Linked DNA regions of Mus musculus: region 1 is linked to region 2. A link is a contact called in public Hi-C data. All regions are on one chromosome and are shown on one strand. Each heading gives the region's core, a stretch centred on a gene start, on an enhancer-like site or on the middle of the called end of the contact. The rest is flanking DNA. Distances are from core to core; before and after follow the strand shown.

Region 1 (6,956 bases), core at 1,344-3,843, 290 kb before region 2:
TGTAAAAGCCTCTGACAAACACCAACACCCCTTCATGTTAAAAGTCTTGTAGAGATCAGGGATACAAGACACACACACATAAACACAATAAAGACAATATACAGCAAACCAATAGCCACCATTAAATTAAATGGAGAGGACTTAAAGCAATTGCACTGAAATCAGTGACAAGGCTGTCCACTGTCTCCCTACCTCTTCAATGTAGTCTTTGAAGTCCTAGCTAGAGCAATAAGACAACTAAAGGAGATCACGGGGATACAAATTGGAAACAAAGAAGTCAAAGTATCAGTATTCACAGATGATATGATAGTATACATAAGTGACCCCCCAAACTCTACCAGAGAACTCCTACAGCTGATAAATACCTGTAGAATTATGGAAGTATATGGAAGTGACCCTAGCTGAGATTTCTACTAGAGGGGGATATGGAAATTGAAGTGGCCACCTCCTGTAGCCAGCAGGACTTCCAGAGGAGGAGGGGGACATCAATCCACCCACAAAACCTTCGACCCAAAATTTATCCTGCCTACAAAATGTGCAGGGATAAAGATGGAGTAGAGACTGAGGGATCAGTCAGCCAATGACTGTCTCAACTTGAAACACAACCCATGTGAGAGCGCCAACCCCTGACACTTTTAACGATACTCTGCTACACTTGCAGACTGGACTCTCGCCTAACTGTCTCCTGAGAGGCTTCCTCCAGCAACAGATAGAGACAGGTGCAGAGACCCACAGCCAAACATCAGGCAAAGCCCGGGGAATTTTGTGGAAGAGTGGGGGATAGAAGTGAGCAACTTGGAGAGGTCAAGGGCACCACAAGAAAATCCACTGAGTCATCTAGCCTGGAACAATGGGGGGACCACAGAGCCTGGGCCACCAACCAGAGAACATGCAGGAGCTGGACCTAAATCCCCTACACATTTGTAACAAATGTGCAGCTTGGTCTTCATATGAGTCCCCAGGCAAGTGGTGTGGGGGCTGTCTTGGTTTCTGTTCCCTGCCATTGGATTCCCTTCCCCTCTACTTGGACTGCCTGGTTGGGCCTCAGTGGGAGAGAAAGTCCTCCTGGGACTAGGTAGATGTCTCAGGGTAGGGTGGTACCCAAGGGGTGTCCTTCTTTGAGAAGAGGAGGGGGCATTGGAGAGATTGTAAGGGTGGGACTGGGAAGAGAGGAGAGGTGAGGGGGGCCATGATCAGGATGTAAGATGAATTTTAAAAATAAAAAGAAAGAAAGAAAGAAAGAAAAGCCAAGAAAAATATTTACTTTGCATGCGTATAACAAACTCTAAAGATTACTCAGGAGAAAAATTTTGGAGAGCACTTATCCACATTAGAGAAGTTAACAGTAATTGTTTTCTAATAAAAGTCACTTTTATTGTCGCTATAAATAAATAAATAAATAAATAAATAAATAAATAAATAAAGTATTTTCAGAATTGATCCCTAATGCTGCTGACAGGTCAGCCACAGCTCTCTTCCCTCTTACTCATGAACAAGACTATTCTAAGGCCACTTGAGACAGTGGAGACACTAGGTAAAAGATGCCTGGCCCTTTCATAAAAACCAAGAGCAGAGATCCTGCTCCCACTGGCTTTCACACCATTCACCCACAACATGCCGTGAATGGTATGAAAAAGTCTATACTAGAGTCACGACACTGATATGTTGTTGGATTACACTGATAACCCCATGTCTCCTGCTTAAGCAAGAATTTCCAAGCCTGGTGCTGGGGCTGAGGATAGACATTCTGGTCCAACCATGCTCACACATCCCACGAGCTGCTCCTAAGAACGCCCTCTATACCTGTTGCCAACTGCAGGTCTCCTTTCATATATATATATATCTTTCTTATCCCATCGTTCCCGCTCCTTTGCTTATTTCTGTGAGTCTCTGACATCCCTGCTAAACGCAATCTCTTCTCTTTGCTTCTATCCTAGTTCGGAGTAGATTTTTAAAAGAAATACGTATCACATAGTTTATGGCAGACAGCCTTTGGCACATGTCTCCACTGATAGGCTGTACGATTTTGCAGAATGACTGTGATAAAACAAACGTTAACGTTTACAAGCTAGGTTCTTTCTACCATTATCTGTTTTGTAGGTCTTTCTGGTCTTTTCCAGCCAACAGAAATCAATCTGTCGCAAGTCACATTTGTAATATGTAAAACTAACACACTTAACCTAATGTAGCTTCGATATTACGTTTTTAAATATCAAGTCGTCTAAATGTGCAGTGCACACTTGTAGCCCATGTCTCTTCAGGTCTGAAGGCAATGCAGCAAGCATCACTGCCCACTTCACACAGCACCATCTTGTTGGAGCCAACGTGAAGGAAGGCATCATTAGAAGTCCACTGTCCAGTCGGGTTTGGCAGTCTGTCTGTCTGGAGGGTTAGTCCTAGGGGAGGGTTCCAACCCTCTTGAACTCCCACCCCCGCCCCCACCCTACCGCCAGGCGCCGTGGGAGGTCGCAGGCGGTGGGCGGGGCCCCGGGAGCAGCAAAGCCCGTGGGCTGTGGCGACAGGAGTGTGGGTCCAGCGGTCCTCTCCACCCGTGCCCGCCCCCGCCCGCACCACGGAGCCCCGGAAGCGGCGGGATTTCCTGTGCCCGCCCCGCGCCGGCCCTGTCGCTTGTCGCTTGCTGTGCGGGCCGCGGGCTCGGCCGCGCCGGGCGGGAGGTAACGCCAAGGGGCCGAGCCGGGGTGAGTGAGGCTGGGGTGCGGGCGGGCGTGGAGGAGGGCACCAGCCTGGCCGTGGGAACAGTGGCGTCGGTGTCGCATGCCTGGTCCCGCCGCTGTCACTTGCGTGGGCGTCCCCGCAGCACCTTTCTGTCACTTGGTATAGCCCCTGCTCGCGGGAACCTGTTTTCTAGTCCCACTTAGCCAGTTCCCGAGTCTTCTGAAATCTGACCCTCCCGGGGGTGCTGAGTCTGACTCAGAAGAAACCTTATTCTGCTGTGGGCTCGGGGCCCAAGGTGCCACACCCGCGATGGCAGGGCCACTGAGCCACTCTTCGTCCCTGTGCCCTTGGGCCACTCTTTGATACTAAGGCCCTGTCTCTGTCCAAAAGAACTCGCTGAGAAAAAAAAAAAAAAAAAAACTTCAGCAGGTGCCCTGCCTCCCAGATACATAACCAGGCAAAAGAAATGAAAGCCCAAGAACCCAGGCTCCAGCAGACTTGGGATCATCCTGAACTAGGGACAAGGAAAGATAGAAGACAGGTTAAGGTGGGAGCCCAGGTGCTGGCCCTGCCAGGAGCACCCTAGGAAATGCAGGCAGGTGACAGTGATCCATGCCATCCTTTGCTCCCGGTTCCCCCTAACATTTCCACAGGTTTTCTGTCATCCAGCTGGCCCAGTGCGCTCTGCAGAATCAGGCCAGGGTGTATCCCTGAGGCCCCAAAGCCATCTTTGAGCTTCAATGATGGAAGAGGAATTTGTTCTTTCTGTACATTGTAACTGGCCTGGGGTCTGCTGTAGCCTTTCCCAGCCTCCTGGGTTCCTGCAGATGTTACTGGATGATCCTGTGAGCTAAAATAGCCCTGGGATTCTGTATATGAGTACCCTGTCACTGTCTTCAGGCACACCAGAAGAGGGCATCGGACTCCATTACAGACGGTTGAGCCACCATGTGGTTGCTGGGAATTGAACTCAGGACCTCTGGAAGAGCAGTCAGTGCTCTTAACCATTGTGCCATCTCTCCAGCCTGCCCCTGAAATTCTGACTTGTTCTAGGGAGATTATTGGTCGCTCCGTCTACATAGAAAGGGAATAAAAATGACAGACATGGATTGCCACGCAGTAAGTTGTTCCACAGTCATTATCAAATGGGACCTGTCTTGCTCTAGGATTGTTGTGGACTCTAGAAAACAAACAGAAACGAACAAATACTAGCCTAAGTCTTTCCTGTGATCAAAACCATTTATTCTGTTTGATACATAGACATATTTACAGGTGGCCTGACTGGCCGACCCTCTGTTGCTTATCAAGCCCAAACTATGTCTGTTGGTTTAGCTTTTCCAGAGGCTGGGTTTCCTGCCCTTTTCTTGATTCGAATCTCTTCCTGTGAACAAACACTGGCTTCCCCATACCGTTCTTGAAGTTGGATATATTCTTTGTAAGGCACTGTGACCGGTGCCTGTCACACACTTCAGCCCACAGGGATGCTTATTCCCTGTCACACTGTATGAGTGACGCCACCTTCCAGCTTCCCAGGGTCTCTCCACATGCTGATCTTTCCATGATCTCCTTTAAACTTTGGCTCTGCACTGACCTGCAGTTCCAGCCCCCTGTCAAGGCTGCGTTGAGTGCTTACAGCTTGCTTTTATAGCTGTCTACTTTACGGGTCTTTCTGCTGGGTTTTTATCAGTTCTCATTTCCTACATAAGTGTGACAGATCATGGGTCCCTTCACTGAGACTTAAGGGAGGGCTATCTGGTTCAGCTCGAGAGAGACAGCAGGTACTCACAGGTCACCCCCTGCCCCGGGTGGGACTTCTACATCAGTTGGTGAAAATGTAATGTGAGGCATAGAATCTTCAGGTATAACAGCATCCATCTTTGTTGAGTGGATTCCTTCTTGTGTTCTCAACGACTTTGCTGCGCCTTGAGTGATTTTGATACAGTGGAAACCCTCTGGATCTTCAGGATTGGACTAATTGTGTTTTAAAGTGAAGTTTCTTGCAGTCCTGGGTGAAGGTCTGTTGATAGTGTGAGGCCTTCGAAATAACAGGGACTTGACTGTGTGGCGCCTGTCAGTTCCTGAGCTCCTCCTGGAAAGCTTGGCTCACACCATGTTTGGTAAGCTCATCTTCCATGGGGCTCCTTGGACCATTTCCTGTCCTTAGCCTTAAGAGCTGTTCTCTGAAGCTTCCTTGGGCATATCATCCTCATCCATGATAGAAGAGTGCATCACTTCCTGACTTGTTCCAGGTCACAGTGTGTGCTTGCTGCAGACATGCTTTCGGAACAGGCTGTAGGCCTGGGCACGGGATGGGAGCCAATGAATACACAGCTGGATGCGGCAGAACTCCAGTCAGAAAGAGGGACCCGGGAAGAGGGCTCGTGGAGAACAGCACCAAGGCCGCTGGAGCACCTTCACTGTGGTCTTGAAGACGAGCCACTGTCCCTTCAGGAGAAGGGTGAGAGCACATAGTGGGGTGGGGATTGGAAGCACTAGAAGTCTTCTAGTCTCTGCTCCAAAAGAGGCATTAAAAATTCCTAACCTGGCTAGGTATGGTGGCTCAAACTTGTAATCACATTTCTTGGAGGATTGCCATGAGTTTCAGGCCAGCCTGGGCTACAGAGCATGGCCCTGTCTCAAACAACAATAGTTAATTTCTAACTTCCACCAACTGAAGTATGTACCAAATACCAGGTTCAGTCTGTTTACCCTGGGCCCTGCTGTCCAGAGGCCCTGCATCTTCCAAACTATGTGCAGAGGCTCCTTTTTCTCACACAGTCATTCCTCCAACAGGCAAGCACGTCATTAATGGTGTTGAATGTGGGAGACCCAGGAAGTACTGGGAGACTCATTACTGTTGGAGACCACAGTCAGTAACATATATTTCACATGATGAGCATCAATCAGTACCATCCAACCTAAAGCCAGTCTTAACTCAATGTCCCCAGATCCTTGCAGAACTGTTTGAGTGGAGGCCTCTACATCTCTATATATGTGTTTGAGTTTTACCAGTGAGCACAGATGGAGAAGATAAAAAAAAAAGTGCATCCTGGGAAAGATGGGTAGTTCATCTCTGATGGTTCCTCTCTTCCCTCACCAGCAACTTCTGTTCCCTGGGTTCCGGCCGTTCCCCAGGAGGGGAACACTGGAGACTGGGAAATGGCAGCCGCACTTCTTGCAGCCGGATCCCAGGTGAGCTTTACTCCCCCTGTTCTCTCCCAAGGTTGGTGTCATTGTCCTTTTACAACTTTGGCATCATCCCACTGGCTTGTTAGTTCCCGTGAACACTAAAGTGTGCTTAGAACGGAATAGATTCTGTTTAAGGGCTGTGCAATGTTTTTCTATTGGGTGACTGTGTTATCTGTTGGACTAGAGTGGTGATTTCAGAATAACCAACCAGTTGATTCTTTTAGAAAGAAAACCTGAAATCGGGCATGGTGGTACATGCTTGTAATTCCAGTTTCTGGGGAGGCTGAGGTAGGAGTGTGGGTTGAGTCCAAGAATTTTGGGACAGTCTGGGTGGCACAGTGAGACTTTATCTCAGAAAGAAAGGAAGAGAGAGAGAGAGAGAGAGAGAGAGAGAGAGAGAGAGGGGGGGGGAAAAGGACATGGAAAGAGAGAAAGAGAGAAGGAAGGAAAGAAAGAAAAAGAAAGAAAGAAAGAGAGAGAGAGAGAAAGAAAGAAAGGAGAAGGAAAGGGAAAGAAAGAGAAGAGAAAGAAGGAGAGGGAAAGAAAGAGAAAGAAAGAAGGAAAGAAAGAAAGAGGAAGAAGGAAAGGGAAAGAAAGAAAAAATATAGAAAGAAAGAAAGGGGAAGAAGGAAAGGGAAAGAGAAAGAGAGAGAAAGAAAGAGAAGAAAAAGAAAGAAAGCAAAGAGAAAGAAGGAAGGGAAGAAAGAAAGAAAGAAAGAAAGAAAGAAAGAAAGAAGGAAAGGGAAAGAAAGAAAGGAAGAGAAAAGAAAAGAAGGAAAAGAACAGAAAAAGTCCTGGAAAAGGTAACAAAAGAGGGGCCAAGGAATGCTTGGAAGAGCATCAAGTAGACTGGGTGGTGTAGAATGTGGAGCTTTTAGGAGAGAGAAGAGAAGAAAAAAACTATGCAAAGATCTGGAAAGAGAATGCAAGTGGAGAGAGTAACCGTGGAAAGATAGCAGCGTTGGCAGTGGTGAAATTTCAGGACGCTTACTATGTGTAAGCCTTCCTGTGCACTTTATACATACTAAGTACTGTAAGAACAACTCAGTCACTCCATCCCATTGCGAGAACATTGGCGCAGAGAAAGATGG
Region 2 (7,200 bases), core at 3,575-6,074:
ATTCTGGGCCCTGCCATGTCTTCTGGCTTGCTCCATTCTTCTGTGCTCTCACACAGGGCTTGATTGTATGGACACATGAATTTCCAAACCCCAGGCATCCTCAAACTCAACTCCTTCAAGAAACCTACTTCTGCTTATCTCTCGCTTCTTCCCTTCCTTTGTCCCCCTTCCCTCCCTTCTCGACCTGTTCCTTCTCTGCCTCTTGCACCTTCCTCCCTCCATCGGAGCTTGTTTCCAACATTTCACCCCCGTGTTTCTCCTGCATCCCTTTGCATTTGTTCTGTGCCTCTATCTTGTGGAGAAGTCGATGTCTTGCATAAGAACTAAACTGCGTCTGCGTGGCACCGGGACAGGCTGGAGTCTGGGTGGGATTCTTAATGCTGTTTGCCTTTGAGAGCCCATAGTAGCGCATTTATGGACTTATGGAACGGAATGCACACCATAAATCTGCAAAAACCCTATCCTGGACAGCCCTGATCCTGTTACCCTGGCCCAGAAATGCCAAAAGAAAACACAAACATGCCTTGAAAGGCTGTCTGAAGGGAGCCCGACCAACAGAGGCCGAGTGTCCTGTTGGGGGAGCCAAGCCTCCCTCCCCTCCTCCCAGGCCTCATGAAGCTTGTCATTCACCACCTGCCATATTTGGGGTGGGCTTAGCTCTTCAGAATGTGGGGCCTTCCCTACTTTATCACTGATTTTAAGTGGATTTAGGTGGAGGAAAAGAAAGAGACCTTTTCTTTACAGTATACCTATTAATATCTTTCCCAATAAGGTCGTGTCTACATAAGTCTAAATTTGGGCTGAGAATATAGCTCGGTGGTAGAGTGCTTGTCTAGTGTGTGTGAGGCCCCGAGTTCAAACCCCGGCACCACAAAAAAGTCTAAATTAATATCTTCATAAAAGAGAGAAAAATAGCGGGGTGCTTATTCTGTCTATATAGAACATAAAATCATGGACTTACCTGATCCGTTTTGCCGAGTTGTCTGATTTTGGGCAGATACAGACTATGTCTGCTTAATTCCTAATTTTCCTAACTCCTGATGTGTGAGGAAACAGTGATGCCTCAGGGGTCTCACACTCAGATCATCAGGTCCTGTCCCCTACCCAGCGAGGAAGACAACGTTCTTTGTTCCTCTCATCTATCTGATGTTGGCATAAATGTTTTCCACGTTAAGAAAATGTATGTAAGCCAGCCATAGTGGCCCATGCTGTTAGTCACAGCAATCGGGAGGCAGAGGCGGGTGGATCTCTGAGCTTAAGGCCAGCCTGATCTACAGAGTAAGTTCCAGGACAGCCAGGCTACACAGAGAAACCCTGTCTCAGAAAACCAAACAGATAAACAAAATTGTGTGTGTGTGTGTGTGTGTGTGTGTGTGTGTATGAATGCACCTTAGTAATGTATATTCCTAAATACATAACTACAAACTACTCAGTCAGTATAACGTTACTTGCATATATGTTTTCTGGGCTGAGCATTCGGTACTGGAAAACCAATTGGCATGCCTTTCCCTAGGGAAGACTGTTTCTTCCACTCTCAGGATGCCTTAGTTTTCTGTAGTTCTCTGTGTAGGGTAGAAGCTTCCTGGGCTCCTCTCATCCCCACATCCATGTAAGATGCCTGTTTGTTGTCCTTGTTCAACCCTTGTTAGCCAGCCATGTTGGTGAGACTTCGTGAGTGTAACTTCTGACATTCCCAGGACACACAGTTGCATGGCAAACTCCCCGTTCCCGTGGCCCTTATAATCTTTCTGCCCCCTCTTCTGCAATGATCCCTGAGCCTTTAGGTGTGGGAGTTGTATTATAGGTTTATCCATTGGGACTAGGCTGCACAACTCTGCCTTCTGATTGTTTGTGGTTTTCTGTAATGATCTCTGCCTGTCGCGAAGAGAAGTCTCCTTGGTGGGGTGGGGGATGGGAACTACACTTATCTGCGGGTGTAAGGACAAATATTTGGAATGTAGTTAGAAATTACGATGGTTTAGTGAAGTGGAGGTTGCAGGCTTTCCTCCAAGATCCATGGTTCCACGTGGCCCGTGCAGTTAGCCTACATCTCAAGTAGCAGGCATGACTTCCTTCTTGTTAAGAAGGTCTGAAGTCCACATAGAGAGCTGCTGGTTACTGGCCAGGTATACTTGCCATCCTGCACCCTTGGGTTATCGAGCCACACTGGCCATTGTGTCCATAGGCATTGGAGTTGAATGTAGGACTCTTGGTTGGTCCCTCCTTTGGAAATTTGTGTTGTGCCTTCTGTCACCCTAAAAGCTAGCCCTCAGGCATGAGTCTGACTTCGCCATGAGGGAGTGCAGGCAGCTATAAAGCAGATGTTCTCTGTGGCCACTGCACACAGTAGCACCACTGACTGAGGCAGTGGTGTTTTACATACTCCGTGTCAACTTCATATTGCTTCTCTGTCTCAGTCCTGGCTGCTGTTTTTATCAGCATGGTCCTTCTCGCTTCCCAGTGTTAGAACCTCATGATGCTCTGCAAATTCTCTACCATCGAACCACATCCCAGTTCCCTTGCTGCGCTCCTTATGTTTTCTGGAAACAGCTGCTCCATTTGTGTGCATCAAGCTAGTAAGGTCAGATGACACTACCTTTGTTAACCATGAGCTATGTTAACCACGGACTGTCAGACACCCAGTAAGAAGGACGCATAAGTTCCCGCCAACTAGACTGTCCCTTTTCCGTTCTTTTCAGTCCCATCTCCGTGCTGTGTAGGAGGAGACTCTAGAGTTGGCCGTGGAATCTCAGTGATTTCTATTTATTCCAGCTTCGTCCACTTCAACTCTAGTTCAAATCTGGTAGTTATTACTTTTTTTTTTTTTTTTTTTGAGACAGGGTTTCTCTGTGTAGCCCTGGTTGTCCTGGAACTCACTCTGTAGACCAGGCTGGTCTCAAACTCAGAAACCTGCCTGCCTCTGCCTCCCAAGTGCTGGTATTAAAGGCGTGCAACACCACTGCCCTGCCAATTTTGTTTTTAGTTGCAGGAACTGGAGAGCTGAATTGAGTTCTTTTATGCAGATATTGCATATATATACATATATGTGTGTATATATGTGTGTGTGTACATGTTTGTCTATGTATATATATAGGCAGAAAAACAACGCACTCTAAATATATTAGGAAGGGCAGCTCAGAGACCCAATGAAATCTGTAAAGATGTGTGAGAGTTACAAACTGACTTCCAAGCCAAGACTGGACACCTATGGTCCAAAGAAGACTTGGGCACTGCAGACTTAAAGCCACCTTTCTAGCAGAGACTGAGGCAAAAGGATCTAGCATTGAACGAAAATCCTTGAATAGCCTGGGAAGGTGTAAGAAAGACTCAAGCAACCCCCACCCTAGACTGGTTGAAACCCAGTGGCATTTTACATTAAAAAACAAACAAACAAACAAACAAACAAACAAACAAAACACTCTCTACTTCTCCAGCCAGTACACTTGCAGGGAAATTACGTTCTACACACTCGAAGTTCTTTGTTTCCATCCTGAGAAACCCCAAAGTCTGAGGTGGTGTGGTGTGCTGGGTAAGCCCCCACACACTCCAGCATTCCCTGGGAGTGTCGGTCAGGTCCATAGAGGTGGCTTCTCCCAAGGACTTCCAGCTTCCTGGAGGAAAGCAACACAGAAACCCACTTCGAGACAAAGGAGTTACTGCTTAAATCAGGTCTTAATTTCCAAGTTTCACTTTGCTTAAAGTTCACCGGAGGACCATCTCACTCCTGAAGGAAAGATGTATTTGGGGACTCATCCTCACCCTCTTGTTCTCAAAGGAGACTTCCGGGAACATAGCAAGGGCTAGGCCGAACCTCCGCAGTTTGGGCTAAGGTGGGGGGGTGGGGAGCAAGGAAGGTAGGTGAGGCTGGAGGTCCAGGGATAGGGGAAGACTTGGAGAATGAGGTTGGGGTGGGGGAATAACTAGGAAACTCTGGCGCTTTCCCCGCCCCTCACAAAGCCGAGTCCAGCTGGAGCCACCTCCAGACTCTCTGGCCAGAGCCTCAGAGTGGCCAACAGTCCCTGGCCAGCGGTTGCTCTATCCAGGCTAAGGGCACCCACTCCCCTGGAGATTCCTGAACCTGGGCCAGGAAGAGCCGAACTAGACAAGCGTCTCCAATCCATCCCGTTTTGTCCCCGGGGTTGTCTGCAGTCCCGTTAGTCCCTTCCCTGGCCTGTTCGCCCCTTAGACCTCCACACAGGTCTCCCTCTGTGTAGGAATTCACCAGACCCTGTCCTAGCCACCCGCTCAGTTCCCCCTTCTACCTAGGCCTTTTCTAGCTAGTTGGATGGGGGATGGGTTAGGGAGGCTGTGGTCCCCGAGACTCCAGGTGGGAGCTCACGGGCAGGTACTCCGCAAAGGAGCTGGAAGGCAGGTCTGGAAAACTGTCCCCCAGATTTAGGATTCTGGACAACGTCCATCTGCTCATGCTTTGGTCCCCCACGCACCTCCCCGCCTCCTAAATTCCCCATCCCCACCTTTCTTGCTCCTTTCTGTTGCTTCGTCCTCTCTGCCTTGGGTCTAAAACTCCAGGCTTATGCCTCTGCAAACAACCCCCTCCCTTCTAACCCCAGCAGAACTCCGAGGAAAGGGGCCCGATGCTCCCCCCCTTCCCGCCTGTGGTTAGAGGGGGCAGTGTGGCAGTCCCAAGTGGGGGCGACCGGAGGCTGTCTCGGTGCCCCGCCCGATCAGGCCACTGGGCACATTGGGGGCGGGAAGCTGGGCTCACGAAAGGGGCGACTGGCCTTGGCAGGTGTGGGCTCTGGTCCGGCCTGGGCGGGCTCCGGGGGCGGGGTCTCAGGTTACAGCCCCGCGGGGGGCTAGGGGGCGGCCCGCGGTTTGGGCCGGTTTGCCAGCCTTTGGAGCGACCGGGAGCATATAACTGGAGCCTCTGCCGGGGGAAGACGCAGAGCGCCGCTGGGCTGCCGGGTCTCCTGCCTCCTCCTGCTCCTAGGGCCTCCTGCATGAGGGAGCGGTAGAGACCCGGACCCGCTCCGTGCTCTGCCGCCTCGCTGCGCTTCGCCCGGGCCAGGCTCTGCCAGGCCTCGCGGTGAGCCATGATCCGCCTCGGGGCTCCCCAGTCGCTGGTGCTGCTGACGCTGCTCATCGCCGCGGTCCTACGGTGTCAGGGCCAGGATGCCCGTAAGTCGCCCGCCGCCCCTGCCTACTTCCCTGACTTGTGACCCTTTTCCTCCTACTCCCTCCCCCAAGTACTGGTCCGGGTTAGGGCGCTAAGTCCTAAGCGCAGAGTATACAGGAGTACACTGATCCTAATTCTGCGAGTAAGGACCTCTGTCGCAGCATCTTCAGTGAGAGTCACGATTGGAGACTTTCTCAGGTCCCTGCGTTAAGCAAGGATATGCAACAGGTTTGAACACAGACGCATCACCTTCCACCAGCTTTGACCAGGACGTTTCGAGCTCAGTAAAAGAAGCCCCACACTTAAAAGTAGGAGAGAAATCGAGAGACGCCTACGGGTTGATTTATCAGCCTAGTCTAGGGGTTAGACGCTGCAGAACTCAAAGGGGCGCTAGACAAAGAACTAACTCTGACCCTGATGGGTTGAAATCTGAGGCCACAAAGAAAAAGCGGCTCCCGGCGACTTCAGCGCAGCTCTCCAGTCCCCTCCGCTATCAGGCTGGCCCACAGTAAGGTGCAGCCGGGCAGCCCTTCTTTGAAACTCGGCTCTCCCCTTGCCTCCGTTAGGCTGCAGGAATTTGACACTGAAAAACGTTGACATTGCAAACAGACCTGCTTTCCAAATGTGTCCCCAAGAGCACCCACCCGCACACACACACACTGTATACCCTACAATGAGTTACTTTACAGCGTGTGTAGCCGTGGATGGATATGGGGTCAGGCTAGTGACCTGCGTATGGCTATCGTTAGAGGTGGCAGCTGTATAGCCTCGGTCCAAGGGCGGTTCCCGCACCTTTCCATCTCCTCCCTGGGTAAGATCCACTGTCTGGGATTATATTCAGGACAACCGAAGCCTGGAAAGTGTATTAGGTAGAGAATTTTCTTCCACGTGTTTGGGCACGTTTCCGACGGGTAGGGTTCCAGCCCTGTCTTTCTCTGTATGTTACAGACTGTTAATCAATCGCAGGTGAAACTGTTTGGACAGTAGGTGGGGATCAAAGACCCTCTGCCCGTGAGACTCTGTGCTCTTTCCCCTGCCACCAGGCTGTCTCCAGAGATGCTTTAGAAGGAGGCGGGCCCGGGCGGACTTTTTGCTCTTTAGCTTGGCGGACCCGGCGGGGGGCAGGGCTAGAGCGGGGAGCGCTGCCGCGAGAAGCCCGGGATAGCACTTTCCGACCCCGCCGCGCAGGGTGGCAGGGTGGCGAGCTAAGCCAGAGTCCTGCGTTCGAGCTCTGGGGGCGGGGGTGGGGGGGCATCGAAGTGTTTGTATGTGGTCTGAGATAGGCCTGACTGTATTTTTTGTCCTAAACTTTCAAGCACACACCCCACAAAGCTGCGGTCTTGACCGGTGTTCTTTATGGAGCGCAGTGGAGTGAACTGAGCGTCTTAACGCTTTCTCGAATTCTTCATCTGATAGCAGAGGCGCTCGCTTAAGTGTCAAAGAGCTCTCTCTCACTGCTGCAACCTTTTTGACAGAGTGAATTCCACAGCTTTGTATGAGTGTGGGTGGGTGGGGGGAGGTTGTCTAAAACTTTCGGTCTCTTACGATTCTGCATCTGACCATGCCCCCCCCCCCCAAAAAAAATCGTTGGTTTTACACCCCAGCTTGCCTCACCAATGGCAGACACCCCACACTCTAGCCTTGGATCCACAGGACCCAAAGACCTGACGTGGGGCAAGGCGTAGCCTGTGTGGACGTTAGGAATGTCAGAAACCTAGAGTCCACCGCGCTCCTCCTCTCCATCTTTCCACGAGTTTGGGAAACTTGTTGGCCGCGAAGACATTGACCCACATCTGCATTTCTCAGCCCTAGCCTTCCAAAAGTGCTGCTGGTTCGGGAGGGGAGACCTCAGTCCTCCTTTGTGAGACTTGTTTGCGTTGGGGGATTGGCAGCGATGGCTTCCAGATGGGCTGAAACCCTGCCCGTATTTATTTAAACTGGTTCCTCGTGGAGAGCTGTGAATCGGGCTCTGTATGCGCTTGAGAAAAGCCCCATTCATGAGAGGCAAGGCCCAGTGGGTCCCCCAACTCCCCGACCCCCCTCTCCCACAATGCACAGCCTCC

The links. A called contact is a pair of places that touch in the nucleus more often than the background predicts.
Region 1: a contact with region 2 is called in a Hi-C map of the P5424 cell line, with 2.3 times the contacts expected there. The contact joins the promoter of Zfp641 here to the promoter of Col2a1 in region 2. A contact is called at or near these places in 1 of 484 Hi-C or Micro-C datasets (the P5424 cell line) and 2 of 9 other capture datasets (adipose tissue and liver).

The regions. Positions count from the first base shown.
Region 1 is chr15:98,291,798-98,298,753 of GRCm38.p6, reverse strand. It overlaps Zfp641 (zinc finger protein 641), which reads left to right and starts at 2,593. Exons shown (of 6, transcript NM_173769.4): 1 at 2,593-2,699; 2 at 4,926-5,134; 3 at 5,777-5,868. The coding sequence starts at 4,951.
Region 2 is chr15:98,002,348-98,009,547 of GRCm38.p6, reverse strand. It overlaps Col2a1 (collagen, type II, alpha 1), which reads left to right and starts at 4,824. Exons shown (of 54, transcript NM_031163.3): 1 at 4,824-5,139. The coding sequence starts at 5,055.